Linked DNA regions of Mus musculus: region 2 is linked to region 1. The links are chromatin contacts, called in public promoter capture Hi-C maps. All regions are on one chromosome and are shown on one strand. The core of a region is the stretch at or near the end of the contact, and the rest is flanking DNA. Distances in the headings are between cores, read along the strand shown. Region 1 overlaps Nf1 (neurofibromin 1). Region 2 holds the start of Utp6 (UTP6 small subunit processome component).

The links. Promoter capture Hi-C pulls out the DNA fragments that hold promoters and counts their contacts.
Region 2: a promoter capture Hi-C map of hippocampal neurons shows a contact between it and region 1, with 3 times the contacts expected there. The contact joins the promoter of Utp6 here to the enhancer-like site in region 1. A contact is called at or near these places in 6 of 39 promoter capture datasets (the 3T3-L1 cell line, the C10 cell line, cranial neural crest and 2 more) and 4 of 115 datasets of contacts at active chromatin or transcription factors (bone marrow-derived macrophages, embryonic forebrain, embryonic stem cells and 1 more).

The regions. Positions count from the first base shown.
Region 1 is chr11:79,409,280-79,416,949 of GRCm38.p6, reverse strand. Nf1 (neurofibromin 1) reads right to left here. Exons shown (of 58, transcript NM_010897.2): 8 at 7,399-7,556; 9 at 5,281-5,454; 10 at 4,773-4,895; 11 at 4,192-4,266. Among named protein-coding and RNA genes, the nearest start is that of AU040972, 71 kb to the left of the region's middle. Within about 2 kb of position 2,604, at least 24 of the 459 cell types and tissues checked have an H3K27ac peak or open chromatin away from gene starts, as enhancers often do.
Region 2 is chr11:79,957,735-79,965,404 of GRCm38.p6, reverse strand. Utp6 (UTP6 small subunit processome component) reads left to right here and starts at 3,018. Exons shown (of 19, transcript NM_144826.3): 1 at 3,018-3,187; 2 at 4,574-4,658; 3 at 6,255-6,296; 4 at 6,527-6,619. The coding sequence starts at 3,096.

The DNA of each region.
Region 1 (7,670 bases), core at 1,355-3,854:
TTATTTAGCTCACAATTCCAGGTTCTAGTGGCAAGGAAGTTAAAGTGGCAAGAGCTGGAGAGAGCTGGTCACATCAAATCCATAAGCAGGAACAAAGAGCTTTCTCTGCTCACTGCCCAGGGAATGGTACCACACAGTGGTCAGGGGCCTTCCTATCTCAATTAACGTAATCATGATATCAATCTTCATGGATATGCTCAAAGGCTCATCTTCAGACTTTATTGACAACACTAACCATCACAAAATATAACACATCTCTCAGATTTGAGGCACTGATCTGCCCAAGGCCATCAGTGATCAGTGTAACCAGATTTCTATGTTTTGTTAATCACCTGAAAGTAACAAAATGCTCAATGATTTAAAAAAAAAGAGTACACTGAGTCCTGACTTCTTCCTATACACTGCATAAAATCTTGGCAGAAATCAATAAACTAAATAGACAAGCATCTCCTTTAATATCTTATCAAACTACTGGGAGTGGGGGGTTGCTATTTTCAGTTTTGGTTTAGTTTACATCTGTTTGGTTTTTGACACATGTTCTTGCTGGAATTCACTATGTTGTCCAAACTGGTCTAGAACCTGTGATTCTCCTGCCTCAGCCTCTTAAATGCTAGAACTACAAGCATAAGCCACCACAACCACCTTACTATGTAATCATTTTTGATAACTGCAAAACTGTACCACAGTAATATGTATGCACTATTGTACTGGCTAGTTTTATGTGTCAACTTGACACAGGCTGAGGTTATCACAGAGAAAGGAGGTTCAGTTGGGGAAGTAAGTGTCTCCATGAGATCCAACTGTAAGGCATTTTCTCAATTAGTGATCAAGGGGGAAGGTCCCCTTGTAGGTGGGACCATCTCTGGGCTGGCAGTCTTAGGTTCTATAAGAGAGCAGGCTGAGCAAGCCAGGGGAAGCAAGCCAATAAGTAACATCCCTCCATGGTCTCTGCATCAGCTCCTGCTTCCTGACCTGCTTGAGTTCCAGTCCTGACTTCCTTTAGTGATGAACAGCAGTATGGAAGTGTAAGCTGAATAAACCCTTTCCTCCCCAACTTGCTTCTTGGTCATGATGTTTGTGCAGGAATAGAAACCCTAACTAAGACAACTATATATTAACTTTTAGACTTAAGATTTAAAATTTTTTATAATTTTCTATTTTCATAAGGAATTAATTCATTTATTTCAAAGTAAAGGCTATATTCTCAAATAAAATAGGCACTAAAGATTAGACATCCCTGAGTTAATAAAACTTTAGTGTTTTAGTCAGTTACTAAGTGTGTGCATTCTGAAACTAGTCAATGAAATAGACATTTCCCCTTAACAATAGTTTATTAAAAATATTAAGACTAATATAAGTGAATTATGTACATTCCTCAAGGTTATTTAAATAATTTTCAAGTACCCTAGAAATACTTCTTTAACCATCTCTTGCCAGAGATTACCTTCAATATATGAACTATTAAAAGGCAAACTACAATAAACTGCTACAAGAAAAAAATCTGCAATGAACTACTGTCCTATCTGTAGCATGTTGACTTACATGTATATTTTTAAAATTTCCTAGCTGCACATCTAATTTAACCTTTAAAAAGCCTATAAAGATGATACAGATGTAATATAGATCTTAAAACTATAGTTTCTCTCTTAGTGCACATCATTTTCAAAAAGTGACAGTATAAATACCACTTTAGAAACTACTAAAAAAAAAATTACCACTGCATCAAAATTCAAATAGTGAATAGACTTTAAGAATCTCTAAAAGAAATTGGAATGTTTTAGATTTAAACATAGTACTTATAAATTGTGTATGAGGACATCTCACAGAAGCAATATAAAACTCCAAACATAATTTCTCATTCTATATAAACCCACAAAAAGATTACAACTTTTATCTTTTAGGAGAACATAATAATTTTTTAAAGCTGTAAACTGGCTTAGTAGACATGGAAAAGGTGCGCTGAGGAGGTATACTGAACCAAAGCATTTAAAAAGAAAATATATACCAACAAATTAAAGATCTAGACTCCATGAATCTAGGAAAGAATTCATATTACTTGAAAACAAACATTTTCCTACTAAAAGTTTCCAGTAAAACTCTATAAAACTCAACTGTATAAATCTGCATATTTACTGTTACAGTCTTTAACAATTAAAAGTACTTTAAAGTCAGTATTTTTTGGCCTCAAGTCTTGGTAGTGTGGACTCTAATAAAACACAATTTACTCAGCAATCTCTAAGGATGAGGTATAACTAAAGTATAACTGAAAGTCACTTTGGAAGCTGGGTACAGTAGCTCAGTCCTTTAACCCCACCACTCAGGAGGCAGATGGAGCTCTCTGAGTTTAAGGCCTGCCTGGTCTACATAGTTTCAGACCGTCTAAAACTACATGGTGAGACCTTGTCTCAAGAAACAAACAAACAAAAAGTCACATTGGCATTATCTGAGTTGTTTACAAGCTATTCCACTCAACAGATGTTGATGTATTTAAAGACTAGTCAGTATGGGTGCTTTATATACAAATGTCCCCGGATGCAGACACACTCTGCCTTCATACATGCAGCACTCCTCAGAAAGGGGAGAACACGCTTTCACCAGGCACACAGACGGACGGAGGCATGCAGGAACTAACACTCCAGGCATGCTTGAAACCCAGAAAGAAGCAGCTCAGCCACTTACAGCAGTGCCAAGTCCATGCTTGAAAGTGCTCTATGTATTCAATTATAGACAAAAATATTTCACAATTAAAGTAACTAATCACAGAATATCCAAAGACTATAAACTTGGATTTATTAAATGTTAACCATTCATATAAAGTTATCTAATTAAGTGGAATACTTTCAATATTTTGAATCAAGGTAGGCAACTAGTATTTTGGAATTACATATAAACTTATGGGATAGGAAAATCATCTTTTTTGTTGTTTTTTAAATTTAAAACTAAAGCTTAGAATGAGTCAATGTGCTGAGTCAATGAGACGATGGCCTGAGTCATTACACTGGCAAATGTACAGGTTTTGATATAAACATATTCTATCTACACTTAGATTCACAATACTATCCTCATTGGAACTAACTGGATTAAGTGTAACTTATACCTCTATCAGTGATATTCAAATGAGGGCTGTATTATTCCTAAGCATTTAGTTGTTCATAATGCAGGAGATAGAGCGTGGTTGCCGTTTCATGAATGATGGATGTCCTGCAAGGCCAGGCTAAAACAGAGACCCAACATCCTAAAATGCTACTAGCACTCCACCAAGCAAAATGAGTATGTCACTAAGTAGCTTGATCAGCAGTTATTTTCCCCTGCAAAAATACCTTTAAAAAAGAGTAATGTTAGGTTTAATTTGATAATTCCAAGGCAAATAAAGGAATGGGTATTATTTTAATTCACAAGTCATAACAGAATTTAGAAGTAAGACAAATACTCCAAAGTATTAGTCATCAAAGACTTTAAGGGAGGAAAAAAAGAAACAAAGTGAACAAGTTACTCATAAGTGTATCATATCTGCCAATGTGTAAAAGTAGTACTAAGAAAAACATACATGACTAAGAATGTCCATACATGGAGATTTTAAATTCTGCAGTCCACATCTACTACTACCTTCCTGTCTGCTTTCCATTTAGTACACACACAGCACAAATACCTCTAATGAAGTCAGCTATTTTCTCTGAAATGCTTTTGTCTCTTGTGGTATTTATTTTAAAGCATGTGTTTTATTCTAATTAAGGGGATGAAAAGGTAAAATCAAATGAAGCTTCACCATTTTAAATGCCCATAGCTAGGCTGTACTACAATTACTCTTCCTTCCAACTTAACAAAGATAGTAAGAAAGAAAGCACTAAATTGTTTTTCAGTGGCATTGTTCTCAACAGATTTTGAACTTTAAATGACACTTTGTAGGCTTATTCCTTACAAAAGATTCTATTAACTCCATCCCTCTCACTAAAAGCCTCAGGTAGAGACTGAATATACAGCTGCAGCTGGACATCAACTGCTCGTGGGATCATCTTAGGGAAGCTCTGCTTTACAGAAAGGTCTAAGTTCAGAACAGTTGATAAAACCAGAATCTTCCTTAAAAAGAAAAGAACATATAACCCAAATCAACAAAGAGACCTTTACTTGTTAGTAGTACAGTACTAGCTTTTACTTTACTTGTTAGTAGTACAGTACTAGCTTTAGACTTACATTGGTGATGATGCGGTGCAGTGAGTTTACCAACACATAGTGAAATGTAGAAGGTGAATTCTGAGCCAGGCAGATCTGCCAAAAAAAAAAAAAAAAAAAAAAAAAAAAAAAGTACATTAACAAACAGAGAGAAAAAAACAGCAAAAAGTAAGTTACTTTCAATAAAATAAATTTAAGGTGTTGAAATTAACATCAAGAATTAGAGTTAAGAAATATTAGTAAGAGGCTAGAAAGATATCTCAGAGTTTAAGACCAATGACTGCTCTTTAAAACGATCTAGGTTCAGTTCCCAGCACTCACACACAGCAGTTCACAATTGTCTAGAACTACAGTTCCAGGGGACACAATGCCATCTTCTGGCCTCCGTCACCCCCATACACATACATGGTGCACAGATATAAATGCAGCTAAAACATCCAGATGCATGAAATAAAAATAAATCTTTTAAAAAAAAGAAACACTAATGAAAGTACACCTATTCATCTTTATAGTTTCTGCATTTTATAGAGATAACCACATCAATATTATGTTATATAATACATATATATAATATGCATGGTTATATAAAACAACGATCTGACCTTAAAGTGTTGGTTGTTGTGAGGGCTTATCCGAAAGCAAGAGACAAGACAGTCAATCATGAGGTCCACATCTGCAGGCTGACTGCCTCTAGAGAATGGTTTACTTGGATTAAAAAGCAGGTTCTATAAAAATCCCAATAGAAAACAATGGCCTTTAAATAGTCATGAAGTATTTACTTAACAAGGAATATAAACATAATCAACATTAGTCACATTGATTATAATAAACTTTAGTCGCCGGAAAAAGCACTAAATACTGGTTACTATAGTCTATCGATATCATCTACGATCCAAGCATCTATCTATACATTAAGGAAACCCAGTGCATATCAGTCTTCCTGTTCTCAGTCTAATGAGCACAGTAACAACAAAAGCAGGTCCTCTGAACACAACATCTAAGTTAACTCAAAATTTAGAGTTAGCAATTATCTTCAGCAGAATATTTATACAAGAAGGTTATCCACTTAATTTTCTTAAAGTCTATAGAAGGGAAAGAACAGCATATTACCTTAAGATCAACTACCATGGACTGAACCAGTAGGAAAATGACAGAATTATCTTCCCAGTTGATGTAAGTACTTGCTTTACACAACTTGACACAAGCAATGGCAGCACTCTCAGTCAGCTGCCTGCTTCCTCCATGGCCAGCGAGTGCTTTCCGTAAACTGTCCAGAAACAGCTTCTACAGAATGGAAATACAGGAAGACAAAACACCTAGTTTGTACTACTACAGATAAATCTAACAAAGTAGCAAATTAGCCAACTCTAAAACTCCAACTATAAACACAAATGGCTTGTATTTGGCTATCATTTCATATTTAAAGAGTAAGCACTTTTTTAAAAATGCATGAAACACTTTTCTCTACTTTCTCTGTTGACTTACTATAGAGAAAGGAAACATTCCTTACTATACATTTGAACTAAGTATTAGTTGACTATATCTTTCCTTTCGATGTTACCTTTGAAGCTTAATCATTAGCCTGTATTGGTTGTGGTAGACTTTTTTTCTACTACTCTAGAGTATAGAAACCTCCAGTCTTCTAAACAATATACCCAAGGGTATTCTGTTATCTAAATTTCATTTCTAGAAATAAAAAAAAAAAAATTTAAATGCAGCTTTGCCACAAGCCATAATTAAAGCCAGCTGAAACAAGATGTTCCTTAGGAGCTCAGGGCCCTACATAGACCTAGACGAAGATGGAAGCAGCACCAGTATCTAACAGACTTGACAGCTAATAAAAAGGCAGTCCATGCAGAATTAAAATGATACTGAGGATGATGATGACGCCCAGTGACGTTGTCCAGTCACCTGTGCACTGCTTTTGTGATATGTCCTGAACAGTTCAGGACTGGGTCAAATGGTTATAGAGACCTTATGAAGATCACTAGGAAATCAGACCTGACCAATCAAAGGAGGAAGACAGACCGGACCAACTAGATGTGCAAAGAATCTCTAAGTGTGCCAGGCCTTTGTCCTTGTATGTTTTAATTTTAAAAAGCAGCACCAGCAAGAAATAAAACTATTAAAAATTAACTACCCAGAAGCAATGGTTTTGGGTAGTTAAGACCACTTGCTACTCTTTCAGAGAACAAGAATTCAGTTTATAGCACGCACACTGAGTGCTCAGAACTGCTTGTAACTCCAGCTCTAAAGGATCTTATGCCTCTGTTGGAACACAAACATACACACAGAGCACACACACATTTTTTTACTGAAAAATAAGTAATAAAAAAGCAAAAAAGTCGATCTTGTTAAAAGATTCATTTTAGTTTCTGTGCATGCTTGTGTGTCTGCTTGCTTTATGTGTGCCATGAGTCTGGAACCTGCTACCCATCACGCACGCACACATACACACAGAGCAGCCAGCCAACCTACAGACCAACCAACCAAGTGTTATGCATGCATGCAGACTGAAATTACCAAAACCAAAACTAAATGTGGTGACATTAAAGACTCTGAAAGCCAGGTAGGGCTGTAACATGATTATATAAAAATTGTACATCAATAAATAAGAATAAAGTGAACTCAGGTCCTCTGGAAGAGCAGAGAGTACTCTTAACCAATTAATAACCATCTTGAAAATCTCTGCTTTTTTAAACTAATGATAATAAGGAAAATTTAGAATCACCAAGACCTGATGATTTTAACTGATTTTTATCTAACTAGGTTATTTCAGCCCATAGAAAAAGATGAAAATTTCCAATTTTTATTCTTAGTTTTGCAGAAATTAAATTGTTAGGACAGTTATGTTTCATAATGAAAAAACATAGTCAATATACATTTCCTCAAGTCATTGTGCTGAAGCCTTAGAAAATGCATTGTTAGCTATACAATTTATTTGCAAATAGCCAGCCAAATTTAATTCATAAACATAAAGGTAAATTATATATGTCTAAATGTATTTTAATGGTGAATACAAGCTTAAATAACAGAATTTATCTGGTTTACTATTATTCAGCATTAAAACCAAGAGAGGTCAGAGCCTTTCAGTCATGACTATAACATGAGTAATCTCTGCTAAGGGCAACCAACTGTTTGACCTAGCATGGACATAACTAAAATGTACACCTTGAATAAACAAGCTGCTCCCATCAGGAGATGGCAGCCACTCGTTTCCCTCCTGACCTTGTTTATGTTGCTCTCGTCCACCACATCCTTGGAGATGTCCTGGATTATTTCTGGACACAAGATAAGGAGAATGATTTGTAGGGGCCACACTGCTGCTTTACGTTTGGTGCTTTCTGCAAAACCATCCACCAAGTCAAACAGCTTCTCTGCACATTCTGTGAAAAATACAAACATTAAATGATTATATTAGGCAAGAAAATCCTTGCATTAAATTAAAACCTAGAATTATTAAAACACTCAACTATCACAGTCTAAGAGAAGTGTAAGAA
Region 2 (7,670 bases), core at 1,769-4,268, 550 kb before region 1:
CCTCTCTCTTTCTTGGTCATTGAGACAGGGATCATGAAACTCTATATTACAATAACCACTTGACTTGGGAGCTGGTTCTGTGGTTAAAGTACTTACCATACAAGTATGAGCATCAGCGTTTGGATCCCCAGAAACTGGAATCCCTAGAATTCATGTAAAGCACCCACCTGTCACCCAGGTTCTCCAGGAGTGCAGACAGGAGAATCCCAGGAAACTCAAGGGCCAGGTTGTTTGCTTCAAGCATCAACTGGGAGAAAGTGGAAGGCAGGGCTCAACACCCAACATTGTCCCGTGGGTCCACACACTCATACAAACTCACATCATTCAGTCACAGAGACATACATCATACACACAAACACACATCATATACACATTATACACATATCATACACACTAACACACATACACACCAACACATATCATACACACGTCATACACACAACAGATTAAAACAAACAAAACAACTACTTAAAAAGCCAAGCACACGGGAGCTGGAGAGATGGCTCAGTGTGGTTAAGACCCTGCTGCTCTTACAGAGGACTTCCCACGTGGCAACTCACAAACATCTGCAACTAGTCCTAGGGTACCTGCCACCTTCTTCTGATTTGGGCATTAGACACGACACATGAGTGGTGCAAATACATAGATGTATGCAATACATACATACATATAATACACACACACACACACACACACACACACACACACAATCAAACAAACAAATAAAAGCCAAGCACAGTGGCCCACAGTGCCAGCACATGGGAGATTCTGGCTGATCAGGATCAGGAGTGTAAAGCTATACTAGTGAGTTATGTGAAATAAAATGCAAACTTCATGTAAATGTGTTTTAGAGACGAAGGCTGGTAATTTTTCCTTTTCTTCTTTCCTTTTTTTTTTTCCGGGGGGGTGAACTGTTTCTGAGGATTGAGCTTAGGACTGTCTGTGTTCTATCACTAGCCCACTGAACTAGATGTCCCCTCCCATCCCCATTCCTTAGTAGGTGTTTTCAGCCTTCTTAGGTTGATATAATGGTGATGATGATGATACAAAATAGAGTTGTGTGTGATATTGCATGCCTTTATCTCAGCACTGGGGAGGCAGAGGTAAATGGATCTCTGAATAAGAGGCCAGCCTGGTCTACAGAGAGAGTTCCAAGACAGCCTGGTATGCATAAGAGATTCACTATCTCAAAAACCAAACCAAACCAAACAAACAACCAAACAAAGATGGCCACCTGCCTCTGCCTCCCAAATGCTGGGATTAAAGGTGTTCACCACCAGGGTCAGCTAAATGAATAAAACACTGGGCTGGAGAGATGGCTCAGCCTGTAAAGGCTAGGCTCACAACCAAAAATAAAACATTCATGTGATTCACATGAAGATCACAGCCTTGCTCATAGTACTGGGCACATAGTGAGACAGCTGTTATTATGACAGGCTGAGGTGAAGAGACGATTTTGTCATTTTTATTATAGTAATTCTTAAGGCAAGATAAGTATAACAGCTAAATATCAAAACAACAGTGGAGAGCACAGTTGAGAACTGTAGTTAGCAAAAAAAAAAAAAACCAAAAAAAAAAAAAACAACAAAGAACTGTAGTTAGCTCATTACTCTCTGTCAAATTTGTCTGGAAAGGAAGGATTACAATCTGTCAGGCTTGTTGACTTCCTTGAACTTAAAGAAACGTTATAAATGCCTTACACTTGCGCATTTATTTGTTGATTTTTTTTTTTATTATTACAAGCTTCCTGCCCACACTGGACTTGCTGTTCACAGTCATCCCCATTCTGACTAATAACAACAAGTCCTGCGTTACTATTACAAGGAAACTGCATCTTTAATTTACATACATGATTTCCTTCCATGTCTCAGATCTTAGATCTGAAAGGGCTGGGAAGTGATGAAGCTCACATTGACCTTTGTGTCAGTTCTGAGGCCAGTGGGACAAGATGTGAAACAGAAAGGGAAGGAAAGCAAGGAGCTGGGTGGCTCTGGGTGACTATGAAGTCTAGTTCCCTCTCATAAATCACGTAGAAGACCGGGGTAACGACGTGAGTGTTCTAATAACAGGTCTAGCAAGAAGCCCTGCTTTGGCTTTTTATCATCTTCCAGAACTTAACAGAGAAGGGAACCACAGATTTTTTTTTTAAGGTGGTAGTAATTATACAGCAATGTTGCTTCCAAGGTGGATCTCTTAGAAACACTAATTTGCTTGGACAATGTTGTAAGGAAGATCTGTGTAAATATTGATCTATTTCACCAACTTTCAAACTTTTCATTGTTTTCTAAAACAAATGACAGTTTCTGCTATTTATCCAGTGCCTAAAATTTTGAAGTATTTTGTCTACATAGGTCAAGATATTTATTTTTAATTTAAAAACCGTGTGTGTATTCACGTGGGCGGGCACACGCGCCATAGAACGCGTGTTGAGATCAGAGGATAATTTGCAGGAGTCAGTGCTCTCCTTCTACCGAATTTAGGTTGCCAGGCTAGGTAGCACGATGGCCCTAATTATTTAAATAATACATTTTTTCTCACCATTTTAAAAAGAACCAACCATTCAGAGGCTTTCATTGGGACGTGAAAATGCACGGTTACCATACTGGTTTCGTGAAGCCAGCCGACTAAGACCAGGGCAGCTGGTCCGCAGCCTTAGAGCCTCATCGAATTTGCATAATTAACAATATCGTCTTCAGTTACATTTTTTAGTTTTCAGTGTTCTCGGTGACGAGAAGCGAGAACCTGCGACAGGAGCATGATAAAAACAAATGACTTCCAGGTAGCGTACTTAAAGCTCCTATCAGGTATTCCGGGAGGAGCTTTTTCCGGTCTCCGAGGCGCGAGGATTTAGCCCCGCCCCCAGCCCCGCCCCCGCAAAAGATGCATTCCCAGACCGGAAAAGGTTCTTGCTGCAATCCTATAGTCAACCACAGGGAGGCGACAGCGGCTTCGCTAGAAAAGAGGGGCTCCCCAATGGCGGAAGCGGAAAAGGCGGGACTTACGAAGCACGTTCAGTCAATCACTAAGAGTGAGGCTGAAAGGTGGCTGTTCTCTACGCTTATCGGCCGCCCGGCTGCTTGTGAAGTTCCAGCCTCATGGCGGAGATAATTCAGGAACGTATAGAAGATCGAATCCCGGAGTTGGAACAGCTGGAGCGCATCGGACTCTTCAGTCACGCGGAGATTAAGTGAGAGAGGATCAGGGAAGAGGAAGGAGCGGGGAGGCCGGAGGGGAGCTTGAGGCCAGTGTGTGGCGGGGACCGGCGTGCTGACTTTTCTGAGTTTGTTTGTAGCTACCATGCTAGCAGAGGGAAAAGTCCGTGGCTGGAATTTGACCACGGTCAGAATTCAACTTTAACGTATTGCAATGCGATCCATAATCAGTCCGTTTACCCTTCCTACTGACCGTCATCCAATGGTCAGGGTCTTGCGGCCGTAAAGGTGATCCAGCCAGGATCCTAGCCCGTCAAGGATACTGGGCAGTGTGAATGGCGGGAGAATTCCGATTAGAAAATGGTTATAGTTTAAAAGTTTGGGGTATACAGCTTTAGATAGTCGAGTACAGCGCCACGGAAGCCCAGGGGGAGTGGGTAGGTCTCCCTAACTAAACTTATAGACTGAAGACCATTCAATTCATTTCCTATGCTTCTTTAGCGCTCTGCCACAGGGCACGGAATATAGTTGGCATTTGGTAATTTGGTAAAATCAGTTACTTTTAGTGATTTTCTGTAACAGTTTACTTTTCTATGACTCTAGATAAAAGTGCAGTAGTAGTGTGAGTGTAGGATCCGCAAAGAAAAACGTTAGGAAACACCGCGAGGACGCTTAGAAAGTGCTAAATGTTGCCCGGAGTCAGGGCACCGGCCTTCAATCCCAGGACTTGGGAGGCAGAGGTGGGCGGATCCCTGTGAGTGCTACCTGTCTGGAAAAACAAGGGGGGCGCGGTGCTAAATGTGTTACCATTCTTAAATATTGTCTTGAGTATTCTGTTTTTCTTAGAACACATGTATGCTCACTCCTTTGTCGTAATATTTAGTTAGAGACAATTTAGGTTTTAAGAATTTACATGCTGAAAATAGACCCAAGATTTTAGGATAGAGATTTGGTTAACAAAAACCTAAGCATTGAAGCTAAGAGCATTGCAGAGTGCTTGCTTAGCATGCCAACGCCTTGAGTTTGATTCTAGAGAATGTATACATACACACACACACACACACACACACACCCCAAGACAAGCCCCTAAGTAGCCTAAATTTGGAGGAGAAATCTTTGTTAGTATGTATAAATAATAAAAAGCATTAGGCATTATTTACTTTGCTGGTGGGAACAGTAATGATCTTGGCAACTGAGGTGATTTTCCTGAAAGTTTAAAACTGTATGTGGATGTTCTTAACAGCATAGAGTAAGTGTGTAACAGCATAGAGTAAGTGTGTAAGAGAATGCGTGCTTTGCCTGTGGAAGATAACTGTGTTCAGGAACTAGATGTTCCTGTTAAATGTCCGTTTTCGGTATATCCCAAATAAAAATCACATTTAACCTCTCAAATGTCACAGTGTAATTTGCTCTCTCTGCAGGGCTATCATCAAGAAGGCTTCCGACCTAGAATACAAAATACATCGGAGAACCCTTCTCAAGGAAGACTTTATCAACTATGTTCAAGTGAGTGAGTCTATAGCTTTTTAATTCCCTTCAAGAATTTTTTTTTTTTTTGGTTTTTCGAGACAGGATTTCTCTGTGTAGCCCTGGAACTCACTTTGTAGACCAGGCCGGCCTCGAACTCAGAAATCCACCTGCCTCTACCTCCCAAGTGCTGGGACTAAAGGCGTGCGCCACCACGCCCAGCTCCCTTCAAGAATTTTAAATCAGACAGTGGTGAGCTTCACAGCAGTTTTCTACAGAAATCCAGAATTCTATGATTGTGTGCACGTTTTTTAAAATTAGGATCAGAGATGACTGTGTGGAGGGCAATTGCCCAATAAGGCTTGGTCCTTGTCAGAGTGAACTATTTCCTCCTGTTGGGTCAGTAGATCAGCAACATCATTGTGTATCAGGATTTTAGCAGGAAACTTGTCTTCTGGCAGTGGGCCTGCTAGAGGAGTTTGACAACGGCAGGCGGTTGGAAGGTCTGTAGAGGGCTTGCTTAGCACTGTCAACCTGCAAAAGAGGTTTGCTTTGAGATTTTTTCCATCTTCTAAATGGACAAGAGATTGATGTTGAGATTAAACATATAGGATGAATTGTCAAAGGAGGGAGAATGGCTACTATGTACAGAGTCAGACCAGAAAGATGAAAAAAAATATCTGCAGAGGCCCCAAGAGAGTGTTGGGTCTGGAAGTGTTACAGATGGTTGTGAATGTGGGTTCGGGGGACTGAACTCCCCCCCTTTTGGAATTATAGCCACTGAGCCATCGCTTCAGTCCCCAGAAAGGTAGGATGTTAGCCATGATGGTGCTGCCTAGAATCCTAACGCTTAATGAGGCTGAGGCAGGAGGATCTTGAGTTTGAGATCAGCCTGGATACACAGTGAGACTTGTCTCACAAAAATCAAAACAAAAACATAAGACTTAAAGCTTTGCTGGATCTGATGGCTTGCACTTAGAATCTGAGGCAGGAGGCATGGCGGTACAGACTTTTAGATACACTACTCAGAAAGTGAGTAGAGACAGATTTTTTTTTTTCGAGGCAGGGTTTCTCTGTGTAGCCCTGGCTGTCCTGGAACTCACTCTGTAGACCAGGCTGGCCTCGAACTCAGAAATTCGCCTGCCTCTGCCTTCCAAGTGCTGGGATTAAAGGCGTGCATCACCATGCCCGGTTTTGACATACTTCACTAGCGCCTTGAACTTCGCCCCTCCTCCAGCCTTAGCCTCTGAGGTATAGATTTGTGCCACAATTCCTGACTTAGATTTTTTTTTAATTTTTAAATTGAAAATTAGAACATGCTGCTTTAAGTAGGAAGTTGGATTAATATTATAAATCTTACAAAATCTCATGCTACTAAGTAATGTGTTGTCTTTGCTTCTTAGCTGCCTACAAGACTCTTACTATAGATGTATGTGTGTGTGTGTGTGTGTGTGTGTATGTAAATTTTATGGAACTAAGGTGAATTTTCAGGGCATTCTAGAGATTTTTTTTTTGAATTCTGGCTATTAATAACAAATTGTCTTTTATTTCAAGTTGTTAACTTTTTTATGCATTTCCCGTATTTAAAACGTTATGCTCTTCATGTTTCTCTTTGTGTTTCCCCCTCCCCCATAGTATGAAATTAATCTTTTGGAGCTGATCCAGAGAAGAAGAGCAGTAAGTTAATGCTTAATTTTTTTTTTTAAAGTTTGTTTTATGTTGGGAGACACTGACTGTTGATAGCCAATGTTGTGCCCAAAGTGGATACTTGTAATTCTCTGATATTTTATTTATTTATTTATTTATTTATTTATTTATTTATTTGTTGATACTGAGAGTGAGCATGTGTGAAGGCTACTTTGGATAAATGTGACTCATTAACTAGGGCTTTGTTTTGTCCCTTTTAGAGAATTAAATATTCATTTAAGAAGGATGAGATTGAATATTCTATGGTACATCGGGTCCAGGGTGTCTTTGGTCGTGCTTCAGCGAAGTGGAAAGTAAGTGATGAGAGTGCACAGGAAGACACATGACGATGCCCAGTGTATGTATCGGGAGTTGGATATCTGACTCTTTAAATGCCTCGTCCTCTCTGTTCCTCTCCAGTCTTCAATACTTACCTCCGTGATGACACCGTTGCTTGAAGCAGGTTTTGAGCCACAGAAGCTGTTAAGAGCGTTTATCTCCTCACCTTTTTCTTACTCTGTGAGGATGATCCTAAGCACTGTGTTTAATACATTATTAAAGATAGAAAAATCAAAAGAACTGGGCATGGTGATACAAACTTTACATTCTAGCACTTAGAAGGCCAGGTCTATAGAGTGAGTTCTAAGACAGCCAGATCTGTCTAAAAATCTAAAGGGGCTTACCTTTATTTTAGAATTGCACTGGACACATTATATAGATACAGATTTTGTCTTGGAACATGGTTGGTGGGAGTTAGAGTTAGATGTATTCTCATGGTTAAGAAATCCTGTCTCAGAAAACCAAAAAAAAGGGGGTGGAAAGGGACTTACCTAGCATGCATAAAGCCCCAGTTTCAGTCCCCAGCACCTCAAAAGTGGTGTGGTGGCACACGCCTGTATGTCATACCAGAGTTAGGTAGAGGCAGGAGGATCAGAAGTTCAAGGTTACCCTCTGCTTCGACAGTTGATGTTAATGGTTTTTGTTGACTAGCTAGTTCATTTATCCCTACTTATGTATTACTAGCTACTTTGCCAGGTATTGGATTTAAAGGTATTTGTGAAAAAGAAGGTCTGTCTGTCTAGTCTGGGGTACATGAGACACTGTCAGGGAAAAGGCAGTCAAGGAAATCAGCAGGGACCTGTTGGGTGACAGCTTGGAGATGGGCAGCCTCCCAGTGCGTTGCTGTTTAGCTTTGCTGGGGACTGATGTATCTAAGAGTGCTCTGAGAATGGGAGGTTGCTCTCTCTCTCTCTCTCTCTCTCTCTTTCTTTTTCCTTTTTTTTGGGGGGTGGGTGGGTGGTGGGATTTCGAGACAGGGTTTCTCTGTGTAGTCCTGGCTGTCCTGGAACTCACTCTGTAGACCAG